Regions from separate parts of the Rattus norvegicus genome. Here region 2 is linked to region 1. Evidence: chromatin contacts called from public Hi-C data. All regions are on one chromosome and are shown on one strand. The core of a region is the stretch at or near the end of the contact, and the rest is flanking DNA. Distances in the headings are between cores, read along the strand shown.

Region 1 (6,612 bases), core at 2,247-4,746:
GAAGCTTTTTGTGTGTATCAATACTGTTTAGTTGTATGCTATGCTTTTGCGTTTTACTTTGTTAAAAAAATATCTTGGTAAGATAAAATTCAAGTGCTTTAACTTCTGACTTTCTGCAATTACAGATGTTTTCAGTTCACAGTTTTTTACATTAGAAATTATCTGAAAGATTGTTTACCCTTCTTACTGCTTGCCCTGGTCTATTTTTCTAATACTTATGACTTTTTTTTTTTTTTTTACAGTGTCAATAGAATGAAGTTCTGAAGAGCGGAAAACTAGCTCTATTAGTTTAGTTCTTGGTTGACTGAAACCTGAAACGATTAGATTTTTAGGACAGTCAAGTCTGAGGAATTTCCAGTTTGACCTTTTCTGTTCAATGTTGCAGCTTTCCTGAGACTGTTAGAGCAGTTTTGATTCTGTAAGGGAGTTGTGATCAAATCAGGATCTTAGTTTGACAGATAATTCCCAACCAGTGAGCCTGCTTCTGCCATCTCCTGCTTTGCTGTAGTGGAGGAGGAAGAGGCAGTGACTCTTCAGGGGGAGGAAGGAGCAGCTTGTGAGTGTGGGGAGTGCTAGAGGCAGGTGGCCTAATTATTCTCCCTGTCAGGACTGCCTGGTGGTGATGGCATCAAGTGTGCTTGCATTTGAAATTGTCTGTCTGTTTATTGGTTTATGTATGTGCCCTTATACGACACTGAGTCATAAGTGCATGTTTGCTTGAAAACTAAACCTTTAAAAACAGTTTTTCTTTAAAATATGTAATTGTTGCGAATCAGAATTGTGCTTGAGGAGGATCCATTTCTTTAATTAAATCTTTTCCTTGCCTGTTTTAGAAGCACTGTTGGGAGTTTGAAGATGGCAAAAGTTTTTTATTTTTATTTTTGTTTTTTTTTTTTTTGGTCAATTAAAGACAATATTTATATTAAATGTGAATAATTGGCATATGTTTTAGATAACTGTGGTGTTATATACACAGACATTTATACTTGTAAATGTGAAAAAGAGCTGGTTTGAAATGTAATAGGAAGTTTTAGAAATTAATCCGATCGCTCATAGAATTGGAGAGCCGTGCCTCCACCTAGTGGCCACAAAGTGGTACTCCATTTTGCTTTGTTAAAAGAGCCTAAGTCTGGGATCTTACAAAACAAAGGCTGTTAGCCGGGAGTATACTATGGTAGGAATGAAGGTACTTCATTTAAATATTCTTTATTGGTTATGTGTTAATTATGCTTGAAATAATGGCCAGCAAGCATGCTTGTTCTATGTAAATAGCAAAGGAAAAGATTCTAATACACATAAGACTGCTTGTAGTTTTACATGAAGAAACCCCAGAAACTGTTAATTGATATATTTATTGTGAGTAGAAGAATATAGGATAGAATTACTCCTCCTCCTACAGTTTTTAAGTATCTGCTAAATTCTTTCAGAGTAGAATGTAGTAGTAATGTATTTCAAACTTGTTATAAAACCCTTTGTACGGTCTTAAAGCCATTGAAGACAATGCCCACCTACTACAAAAGTAAAAAAGACGTCTTACTTGTTTTTCTGAAATGAACCACACCACCTCTCTTTCCCTCTTCCAAACTTGTGTTGTTCTAAAGCCCATTAGAACATGCTCTTTTTTACAAATGTAATACTCAGTATATACCATTGCTGTATACTTACACCATCTATATAAGTATCATCAAATTATAGATATCATTTTCAACTTTTTTGCTCAAAATGTGCATCAGAGTTTTCCTGAGTTTATACAAGTTAAATTTACTGTGTTTGTTTCACATGAGCCAACCGTAGCTTGCTTATTCTCCTCTTTCCCTCTGAGATTCCTTGTATATTTTTCTTACAAAAACAATAGTGGAAACACAGATCCTTATGTTATGTAGTGTGCACAAGTCTAAGAGTTCCTCTGGAGCCTTCGAAGTGATTTTTGATCACTGAGCAAGCATCTCTTACTAGTCATGGCCAAATGGCCTTTAAAGGGAGTTTGCTTGTTTGCATACCCAGTGTTGGTGAGTTCTGCTTCTGTCTCCTCACTCCTACTTGGCGTGGTTTGATGGATTGGTTTTGCAGCCTGGATGACTATGAAACAATACCGCACTATTCTAAACTCACTTCGTTGATAGTTTGGGGATAAGCGGTGCAGATATATAGCCTGCTTCACCGATCTCTTTTATCCCAAGGCTCTTACATGGTTTTCTCTCTCATGCTCACCAGTTAGGGGCTTCACATAACGTGTTAAAAACTCTTTGTTTGCATGTTAGTATTGTCTACTGTGTGTGGGCTGTCACAACCATCATTTTTGTTACATTTTTATTCAGTATTAGATATAATTACCTGATTATCATTGTTAAACTTTTCTTTCCTTTTTTTTTTTGTTCTTTTTGGAAAATATAGCATTGATTAGTATTTTGTTAAGCAAATTAGAAGCGAGAAGTTGTATCTTTGGCAGAAAATGTCCTTATTGACACTTTCACTGAAAAGTAATAGTTTAACTAGATAACAGTGCAGATTACTCTCATTCTGTGTATTCTCCAAAGTGTTTTGAAGTTCCTGGTGAAAAATTTGTCCACAATCAAGTTAGTATGCTTTCTGTTTAGGTAATCTGTAATTTCTGATTACTAGGAGAGCTTTTTCATTTCTTTTTGTTCTGTGGTTTCATCATAATATGATTGGCAAGACAAGACATCAGAATAGACGGGAAAGGCAAAGGAAAGGTCAAAACTCTTGATTGAGTGTCAGCTGGATCTTAGAAGTAAACTCGTTCACTGTGATGATGAGCGGACGGCTTGGCTATAGCCGAGTCCTGGGGAGGAGAGCATTGGCGTGCAGTCTGAGGCCTGTTGCTGTCTAACAGTGTGAGCTTCCAAGCCTGCTTTATAAAGGCATGCTAGGACAGCGCCTTCTTTCCTAGTGCTGTAGCACATGAAGAAAGTAGCATGCATCAAGAGCTAGCTTGGGAGGGTTGTTCTTGGGCTGTTTTAGTGCAGGAAAAGAAACTGAGGATGTCTCCACCTGCATGGCTCTAGCTTGAGATTGGCAGTAGACACAGAGAGAAGCTTCATTAGGACCTGTGTTCAGGAGACAAGCTTTAGATTCAGCTGAGAGACTGCATGCAGTCTTTATTTAAACTTTCTTAAAGGCCAGACAGGTTTCGATCTGTCAAGACTTTCCACTGATACTTTATACTGTTTTTCCCTCCTGATCCAGTATGGGCATTCATTCATAAACTGTTTATCATTCCAAGTGTGCTATAGTAACTTTAAATCTAAAGGTTAGTTTGAATAACACTTTGTTAGTGTTTTTAATAGTATTACATTTTTATAGTTAAACTACATTGATGTTTATCTATTTTAGTTTTCCTTCTGTTACCTTTCTATTGCATTTACATTAATTGCTGTGTAATTTTTCCATTGGTGGTAGAGAATGGGAACTGTCGATACAGTTGCCTGAATAAACATTAACCCTGACATTTTACATCAGTTCTTGTGTACACGTTTGCAAGAAGCCAGTTAATGGACAGCGGTGACTATGAGCATGTCCCTTGGCTTGTGTTTTTCAGGGACCGTGGCTAAGCCTGCTGGGTCTTTAGCCAGAAGCAGTAGTTTATGCCGCTCTCGTCGAAGCATTGTGCCATCCTCCCCACAGTCTCAGCGAGCTCAGCTTCCTGCACATGCTCCTCTGGCAGCCCACCCTCGGCACCCTCACCATCCCCAGCACTCATTACCTTCCCCAGATCCAGACATTCTCTCTGTGTCAAGTTGCCCTGCTCTGTATCGGAACGAAGAAGAGGAGGAGGCTATCTACTTCACTGCTGAGAAACAATGGTATTGGCGTGTAACGAAGTGCAGAGTGTGGGGCTAAGGGGGATGTGGGTGTGGGTGTGACGGCAGTGCTACAGTGTATTCTGTGTATCTGTGACAGGAGGTGCCACAGACTCGACACCTGTTTGTGGAACTCAGTTCTGTCTATCTGATGTGCATCTGGCCTGAGTGGGTTTTCTGCTCAGCATATCAAAGGCTAAAATCAAGGTGCTGGTTCTCATGTGGAATCTGGAGTCCCCTTTATCCTCATATTTGTGGCCAAGTTCAGTTCTTTGTGGTTCTGTTGCTGAGGTCTTGTTTCTGTGCCACTCTATGCAGGAGGTCTGGTTGTTTTCAGTTTCTAAAGGCCACCCACCGTTCCTTGTCAGTCGACCTAATCTTCAAAGCTGATAGCAAGAGCTTCTTGCCTTCTATGCGCCCCCCTTCACTGATGTGCTTCCTGAATAATAATCTCCATGAGTGTCAGTGATTTAAACCCTTAGAATTTTCAGATCCTTTTCCTCACACTCATGTTTCATCTCTCATTGGGTGACCGAGAGTCCTGCGAAGTTTGGAGCTCTGCTGCCCCTGGGTTGTAGGTGCTCTTCTGAGACAGAACTGTGGAGTTGCTAATAAATGCTGGAGACTCAGGTCTCAGACCATAAGCTTGTCGAGGGAAAATGTGTATATAAAATATAATGTCTTGGACTTGAGTATACATGTACACTACGCCTGAAATTTCAAAGTAATTGATTGCTTACTAGCATATAGGCAGATTCATTTGCCCAGGGCTCAAAAAAATGTTGAGAACCTAATGGAGGGAAGGATAAAATCAAATGAACTGCATGACTCATTTCTTCACCACCGTAAGTATAGCAGCATGCAGTCCATTCTGCGGGTGCTGCACCGTGAGGCTGTCAGGAGCTCTCTTCTCAGTGCTGTAGGTGTAGAAGCACTGTTGATTTCTGACTTTACCACATATTAGTATTGGGGTTGGCAGGCTGGGTGGCTCCTTCCAGCTGCCACATGGCACTGGTGATAGTACCATCAGTTCACTTTTCCCATAATCACTGCCTAGTAAAAGTTATTTTTTAATAACAGACAGTCTCTGAGGCTTGTTCCTAAGGAAACAGTTAGGGTTTGCAGTCTCATTGCAAGTAGGGATTTAGTGCACCTTACCACAGGGAGCCATTATGAATAACATTTTCTTTACCTATCTTTGTAGTATGACCACAGTCAGGAGCAGAATGGCTTTACCTCTAAGTTGTTTTCCTGTGGTTTCTGAAGATGGTAGGGGACGCCAGAGCTGCCCTGGCCCACAGAACCTTTCCGTCATGGAAAGTTAGTTAAGTTCTTGTTTCACGGAGCATGTCAGAACTTCACAGCACCCTCATAAATATGAGAGGAATTTGACTTCAGAGGACAGCACTGCTGCTTTACTACCATAGCTTCTTCTGCTAGACTGGCCTTTCTGTCTCCTTATTACACACACACACACACACACACACACACACACACACACACACACACACACACACACACACACGCAGCTGTGGAAAGGATGCTCATTTACATAAACTGGGACTGGGGAGGCAGCTCAGCATGGAGAGCACTGATAGAGCTTTTATTTTTAGTGCACTGTTCGTATTTTACTCATAGTTTTCCTCAGAAAGTCATATTTCATCAAGCTCATAACTAAACATTTGAGGTATAATTAAAATTTCATCTTTTCAAACATATACTGGGAATTCTTTGATTCAGAAAGAAAAATAGTATTGAAGGAGAGTAAAAGTCACAAAGGCTTAAGAGAACCCAAAACTCCAACATTTTCATTTTCCTCGAACTTAAAGGAGGCATAGCTTAATTATATTGCTTGATTGTTATAACTTATCTTAAATTAACAAGTTTGATGCTACTGAGATGCTCCTACAGTATGGTGCCTACTAAGGGAGCATGAGTGCTGAGTTTGGATCCCTGGAACCAGGGTAAGCCGTGTACAAGTGCACACTTCTGAACTCCAGCAGGAGAAGGGTCGGAGACACAGATCTCTAGCTCACTAGCCAGTCGGCTTACCTGAATTGATGAGTTCTAGATTCGTTTAGAGACCCCCACCTCAAAAAATAACATGGATAGCAATCAAGGAAGATGCTCAGTGAGGACCTGTGGCCTACTCTTGCACACATGAAGATATCCACAGAAATGCATATATCCATGTGCGCGCGCGCGCACACACACACACACACACACACACACAGAATTATATAATATCTTTTTATAATTGAGTAAATGATGAATGGGAGTTGATTTGGTAGAATATTTGCTGGTACTGGTAAGAACATGGAGATTTAAAAGTATTACCTTTGTCTGTCTCATTCAGGGAGGTACCAGACACAGCTTCAGAATGTGACTCCTTAAACTCTTCCATTGGGAGAAAACAGTCTCCTCCTTCAAGCCTTGAGATATACCAAACATTGTCTTCTCGAAAAATATCAAGAGACGAGCTTTCCCTGGAGGACTCTTCCAGGGGGGACTCACCCGTGACAGCAGATGTCTCCCGGGGCTCCCCTGAGTGTGTGGGCCTGACGGAAACCAAGAGCATGATCTTCAGCCCTGCGAGCAGAGTGTACAACGGCATCCTGGAGAAGTCCTGCAGCATGCACCAGCTCTCTAGTGGCATCCCGGTGCCTAATCCTCGACACACGTCCTGCTCCTTGGCTGGCAGTGACAGCAAGCCAGTTCAGGAAGCCTCCAGCGTTTCCAGAGTAGGCAGCATCCCGCACGACCTTTGTCATAATGGTGAGAAAAGCAAAAA
Region 2 (6,612 bases), core at 2,724-5,223, 150 kb before region 1:
GTGGCTCACAACCATCTGTAATGAAATCTGATGCCCTCTTCTGGTGTGTCTGAAGGCAGCTACAGTGTACTTATAGATAATAAATAAATTTTTTTTAAAAAAAGGAATCCATGATCATCTCAAAAAAATAAGGCTTATTTTTAAAAATGTATATTTACGATTGGGGCCCCTGAGCACTTAGAATCTTAAAATACTCATAAGTCACACTATATGAGCTGATTTCACCTTAGAGAACAGGAAGGTCCCCTTGAAAACATTTTAAGTTTAAAAAAAAAAATCATCTCTATTGTTTAGAAAAGCAAGTTAGAAGGTGAGTAAGCCACCTCAAGGCTAAGTCATGCAGGATGCTGGACACAGACAGGGAAGGTAAGGCTCCAGACTTTAGTTCATGTGCACACAATGCATCCAGGAAAGTGACTATGGTGTCTGGGAAGATGTGAACGGCAGGTAGACAGACTCTAGACCAGGCATGGTCTCCTCAGACAGCCACTGGCAACACGGCCATATAGATTGCAGTAACTAGCTGGCCCCTATGACAACAGAGAGCTACCACTTTGTCCTTGTGTTTGTGAGCAACTTGCTTTCTTCACTGTGTGCACACATATTCTCCCAACCCAGCAAGGCCTGGAGGCTGCAGGTACCAGGCATGGCCTAGGTGGGAGACAGAAGGTCTCCTCAAATGCTGCAAATGCTCCCTGTTGCTGCAGTCATAAGATCCTTCCTTGTCAACCTGGAAATCAGGTCCTGTCGCACCTTTGCCTCTGGTGGTGTCCCTCTCACAGAGTGCTCAGCTCCTTACAATGTCTCCTGGCTACACTGGTTTACCCAGTCTGCTTCCCAGACACCTCTAATTTTATCAGACCCAGCTCTCAGCCTTGATCACTCAGTTCCAACTCTGCTGTCCCGCCCTCTTGCCCCTCCTCGGACTTCCAAATATGTCATGACTCAGAGGTTCTGTGTCTTCCCTTCCCTCTACCTGGAATGCTTTCCCCAACCTCAGATACCTACATGACTTTACTCTGTAGTCAAATTTAAACTCTTGCACAAGGAAGATGCTATGGTCCTCTCTCCGCCTCTGTTCCCACATCCACAAATGGAAACAGCAACATCATTTCCACTTTCTCGGCTTCGCTGTCATCTCTGTTCTGACTCCACCTGGCCTGGTGAAAAGCAAGCTGGAAGGCAAGTGTGGAACCTACTTGGTGATGGTGTTTGCCCCATTGAACTGTACGCACCGTCAGTTCTGGGATCCATTTGTTTTTAGAGTTGTGCTTTCAGTGCCCAGAGGAACTCTCGGTATTTAGCAGACTGGTAAATCTCTGTTTACTGTACATGAACTGGGATCATTCTACTTAGGTTTCCATGAGTCCAGCCTCTGTATTGCATTTGTGTAAAACAGGCACCAAATCCCAGTTTGGTCCATGGAGAAAGGACTTTTGCCAAGAAGTGGAGCCATCCTAGATGCCCATCAAGAGATAAATGAATAAAGAAAATGAGGTACATGTATACAATGAAATTTTATTCAGCTGTAAGGAAAAAAATGACAGTGTGACACTTGCCAGAAAATAGACAAAACTAGCAAAATAAGACAGATTTAAAAAGAAAAATACTTCATGTTTTATGTTGTATAGGGAAATTATGTGCATGTGTTTAGATGTGTGTGTGTAGGTATGTGTAGATATGTGTGTGTATGTTCATGTGTATATGTAGGGTATTTTTAGGTGGGGATATGTGTGAGAGTTTACTTGTGAGTATTAATGGTTTTGTGTGTCAAGTTGACACAAGCTGGAGTTATCACAGAGGAAGGAGCCTCCCTTCAGGAAAGGCCTCCATGAGACCCAGCTGTAAGGATTTTCTCAATTAGTGATCAAGGTGGGAGGGCCCACTGTGGGTGGTGCCATCCCTGGGCTGGTGGTCCTGGGTTCTATAAGAGAGCAAGCTGAGCAAGCCAGGAGAAGCAAGCCAGTAAGCGGCACCCTCCATGGCCTCTGCATCAGCTCCTGCTTCCTGCCCTGTGTGAGCTCCTGGCCTGACTTCCTTTTGATGAACAGCGATGTGGAAGTGTAAGCTGAATAAACCCTTTCCTCCCCAACTTGCGTCTTGGTCATGATGTTTTGTTCAGGATTAGAAGCCCTGACTAAGACAATAACTAAAGCAGGGGTCCTGAAGGGTAAAGAAGAGACCTTAAAGAAGAGGGTGAGGACAGTGGGGTACATGTGACATGGCAGCAGAAGTGGAGGTTATATGGGGGAAAGAGCAGAACCAACTAGAAACACACAGGGAGTGTGTGTGCAGATTGGGTGAAGAAACACAACTAGTATGATATATAACGGCCTACATGTATGAAATGTCATCACGAAACCCATTAATCTATATGCTAACTTTAAAATTCATAATCTCAAGTCTGTGAGTTTAAAATTCCATATACTTAATATATACAACTAATTGTTCATTCAAATGTTTGAAAGCTTGCCTTGGGCCATGGTAAGCTTGAGGGCAAGGTCCCTGCTCCTCTAACCCCAAGTGCTATGGTGTGAGTGGCAGTGGCAGGAGGATCTCTCCGGCTTGCTGCCAGCCCAGCTCCAGGTCCAGTGAGAGACAGAAAAGTGATGCAGATCACCGATTTCCTCCTCTGGCCTCTGAGCATTGCACATACACCACACACACACACACACACACACACACACACACACACACACACATATGCATACACGTGTACATGCACATGCATGCACATACACAGATAAAAATGTTTTGAAAAGTACATATATGAAAATTTGAAATCATTTCATTTTAAAAAGATCAAGTCAGTAATTTCAGGCAGGGTAGATCTTTGGCCATGTGGCTCTTTTCTTTTCTTTTTAAAGGTCTCACCTCCTGTCTTAGCAAAGATACTTAAATGTTTTCCTTCCACATGAAACATAATTTTGGCTGAAGCCTATTTCAAAGAAACACCAGAGCTCCGCTTTGAAATCCCTTGGCAAGGTGCAGTGTGACTCATTTAATTTACATTGGCTCTGGCTCTCAGCACTCAATTGTTTTTAAGTGAACTAAAATCTAACCTAAAATTTGTTTCAAACACAGTTAAATCTTTATGATCAGTCATTTAATGTGTTCTATGGGTTCATCTAGTTAAGCACTTGTGAACTTGGATTTCACTGCCCCATAAGAAATTTAAAGCCACCATTGCCCTCTTGCAATCTGGCTGTGTTTGCCCACTGTTGCTTTTTCATTAGTACTGAACCCTACTAAATCTATTGGATTGGCTTTCCTGGTGGGAGTCAGAAAAATGAAGTCTCACATTATTGACTGTTAACACAGGCTCTGAACTTGTAGAGGAATTGCTCTGATGTTGACTGTGGAGGGAAGTCATAAAGTCAAGGCACAGCGCACCTCAGCGGTGCTGAAACCCACGTCCCTTCCCACTCCTCCTGCACTGCCTGCCTGAGTTCCTGGGTTTAGGTGGAGATACTTTTTGTGGCCAGGTGCACGGCTCCCCTTAGTGCACCTCCTCTCTCCACATGTACCACCACTGTCCCCTGGGCCCTGATGGCAGATATATGTTCCTGGCATTTTATGACACTTCGGTACCTTTCGGTTGACTCATGTGAGGGAAAGTGTTCTGTAGCAGAGCCACATGGGAAAACCCAATCAGTTAGTTGCATGCAATGCCAAGGCCCGCTGTTGACTGCAGATGGGGTTTTAATCATGCAACCTCAAAGCTGTCCCTCATTTGTAATGACATTAGCCTTGGTGGTTTGTCCTTCACTTAAGCTGTCAGTTGCTGGGGTTTGCTGGTTATGCTCCGGCACTGGCAGGTTCATTTATCACCAAGAAGGCTCACTTTGGACATATCTTGCCAAACCTTCTCCTCGATTCAAAAGGAACACATTTCATGCCTAGCTAGTACTATCTACAGAGAACCTTACAAAACCGAAAGCTAGTAACTGTCCTGAAGGACAGATGTCACCCAGAGCCACCGGATCATTTTGTTTGTTTTTCTGGCTAACCCAGCACGACTTTGAACCCACACTGTAAATAAAAGCAACAGGAGCATAAAACTCCACACTTCCGACTTCCTCCCACGGTGCTGACATTTCCAAGGCCCATATGTTTTCCCAAACAAAGTTTCAGGAAGATATATTTATTAAAAAAAAAAAAACAAAACCAAAAACCTCGTTTTAAGAGTTCAGCGTTGTGATATACTCCAATAACTCCATCGGTTCTCAACAGATGTAGGAGGGTTGAGAGAGTTTGAGGCCAGCTTGACCTGCAATGTGAGACACTCTCTAAAGAACAATCCAGCAGCCAAAACAGACAAACAACCCCACACAAACCTGTGGTCAGGTTATTAGAACCCCATAGAGGAGAGGCTGCCTGCAGGCTGAGGGAGGACCATTGCAGGAGGGTTATCTCCGTTCCGGGCAGCAGCAGCCTACTTGAGAGAAAAGAGAATTGAGAAATGGGTAGAATCCTTTATCTATGTCAATTGGCAAGAGTCTTCGACAAGCAGGCAGTCATTTTAATCAACATTTGCCACCGATAAAAGGAGCAGTTGATAAAATTTCAAACATGCCTTTCTTCTCTGGGGTTATGATCAAGATCTAATGTATTCCTTCCCCTCCCCCTCACCATCTCCCTTACATCCCCCATGTGGCTTTTCCTTAGGAAGGCAACCCTTGCATTCTCACTGGTGAACTGGATGGACTAGCTGCACTCGGAATAGGATTTACCCAGCTAAGGTCAGTCAGCACGTCTTCCTTAAGCTACATTGATTGGTCGGGGATGAGCAAGCCAAATTGGGCTAATAAGAGAGGTGGTGATTACAGGTTCTTGGTGACCAAACCTGGTAAAACCTGTGAGACTTTCCCCTGTGGATTCTCTGGGACAGTTGTATGATGAAAGTCCAGAACTGCCAATCACCACTTCAGAAATAAGAGATGCCAAATCCTCTATGGCTTGGGCTCAGGGAGGTAAGTTTTACCACTAGACTTTCAGTTCTTTGAGCAAATGGCCATCCCCTGTTTTCTATCACTGACAACTGCAAAAGACACAAGTGATTCAAAGCTGTGAATTCTCTTTCCAGCCAGGCCAACGTCTAAAGCAGCAGTTCTCAAACTTCCTGATGCTGAGACCCTTTACTACAGTTCCTCATGTCATGGTGACCCCCTCCCCCCATAAAAATATTTTCATTGCTACTTCATTACTATAATTTTGCTACTGTTCTGAATTGTAATGTGAATGCCTGTGTTTTAGGATAGCCTTAGGTAATCCCTGTGATGGGGTCATTTGACCTCAAAGGGTTGAGAACCCTGATCTAGAGAACCTCCTGTGGTCAGTGTTTTCATTTGCTGCCATTGTCCTCTCCCAGCATTGCTCCCTCTTACAGAACACCCAGGAAGCTTAGCTTGCCCTTTGGGCATCTCCTCACCATCCTAGTAGACCCCAACTCCTTGCTTCAATGATGGATCTATGGTCCAGACACAACCAGTTAGGGCAATCCCTTTAATGGGGCCATTTGACGAGAGCAGGAAAAGGTAAATGCTCTCATGATGGTCTGTGTTCTATGGGGTTTAGCTACAAAGTCAGTGGCCCTAATAGCACACCCAGTGAAGTGTGTCTCAGTGGTGTTTATACAATTTATACGATGACGTTTCCAAGTTTATAACCCTGTTGGTAGGCAGAGAAGGCTACTGCTTTTTCCTCATGAAAATGAGGGCCCCGTGCTGGATGGATAGATGTTTACAGTGCTTTTGGGTGTGGGCAGTGACGTAGATTGAGGGCATGGAGGAGAGTAAATTATAATTAGCAATAAAAGATAAACCCTTCCTGGGAAATAATAATCATTACAACACAGGAAGGAACCTTCCAGCCATGGAGCCCAGCCCCCCACTGAGAAGGAGGAGGTAGCAGGATCTCCTCTATATGGGTTACATGGTATTTTTTTTTTTCCTGATGAGGTTTCACAAGCTCTTTTTGTAAACTATTAATGTGCTCATTCATTCGTATCATGGGGAAAGGTAACTAATTTTTAACTTTTAACCACAACAGATTGGCATTCTCATGATGCTCCTGGTGCTTGGAAGCCAACCCGGATTTGTAGCCTGAGTTCTACTTCTCATCCCAGATTCAAGCGACAAGTTACTCACCAAGATAAGAAAATATTTACTTTCAGGGTAGAACTCTGAGAGTCATGCAGGATGCCTAGCAAATCTGTCTCTGAAGGTTGTGATTCTGAAGATGGAGTCTCCAAGATGGCGATGGACAGATGCGGTGATGGGGGAAATGGAAAGTGTTCATGTGGCAGGCCGGAATTCCCCAGTACCTATCCTGTCCCTTGCTCCCTTTAGGCACGTAGTCCCCAGGAGAGGCTTCAGCTACCCTGCGCCTCCGTTTCCTCCTTTATGAAACAGGCCTGGCAGAGGACCAAAGGGCTTTGTGTACATGAGTGCCGCCCATTCTCATTACCGCTCCTGGGTTGAGGACATTAATTTTGGCCTCCTGGAATCTATCCTCAGCCACCTTAAATGGAGGCCAACTGACCTCTGAACTCTAGCTTGGCCTGAAGCACTTTTGTGCTGAAAGATTATCAAATCTGAACCAGTTTGCCAT

What was found. Hi-C and Micro-C count contacts between places; a contact is called where the count stands out from the background.
Region 2: a contact with region 1 is called in a Hi-C map of liver, with 2.9 times the contacts expected there. The contact joins two enhancer-like sites. A contact is called at or near these places in 3 of 12 Hi-C or Micro-C datasets (kidney and liver).

The regions. Positions count from the first base shown.
Region 1 is chr14:61,092,540-61,099,151 of GRCr8, reverse strand. It overlaps Stim2 (stromal interaction molecule 2), which reads left to right. Exons shown (of 12, transcript NM_001105750.2): 11 at 3,560-3,824; 12 at 6,178-6,612. Among named protein-coding and RNA genes, the nearest start is that of Stim2, 120 kb to the left of the region's middle. Within about 2 kb of position 3,496, at least 1 of the 93 cell types and tissues checked has an H3K27ac peak or open chromatin away from gene starts, as enhancers often do. A contact at or near this core is called in liver, where this site is marked.
Region 2 is chr14:61,246,677-61,253,288 of GRCr8, reverse strand. No RefSeq gene overlaps it. Among named protein-coding and RNA genes, the nearest start is that of Stim2, 33 kb to the right of the region's middle. Within about 2 kb of position 3,973, at least 4 of the 93 cell types and tissues checked have an H3K27ac peak or open chromatin away from gene starts, as enhancers often do. A contact at or near this core is called in liver, where this site is marked.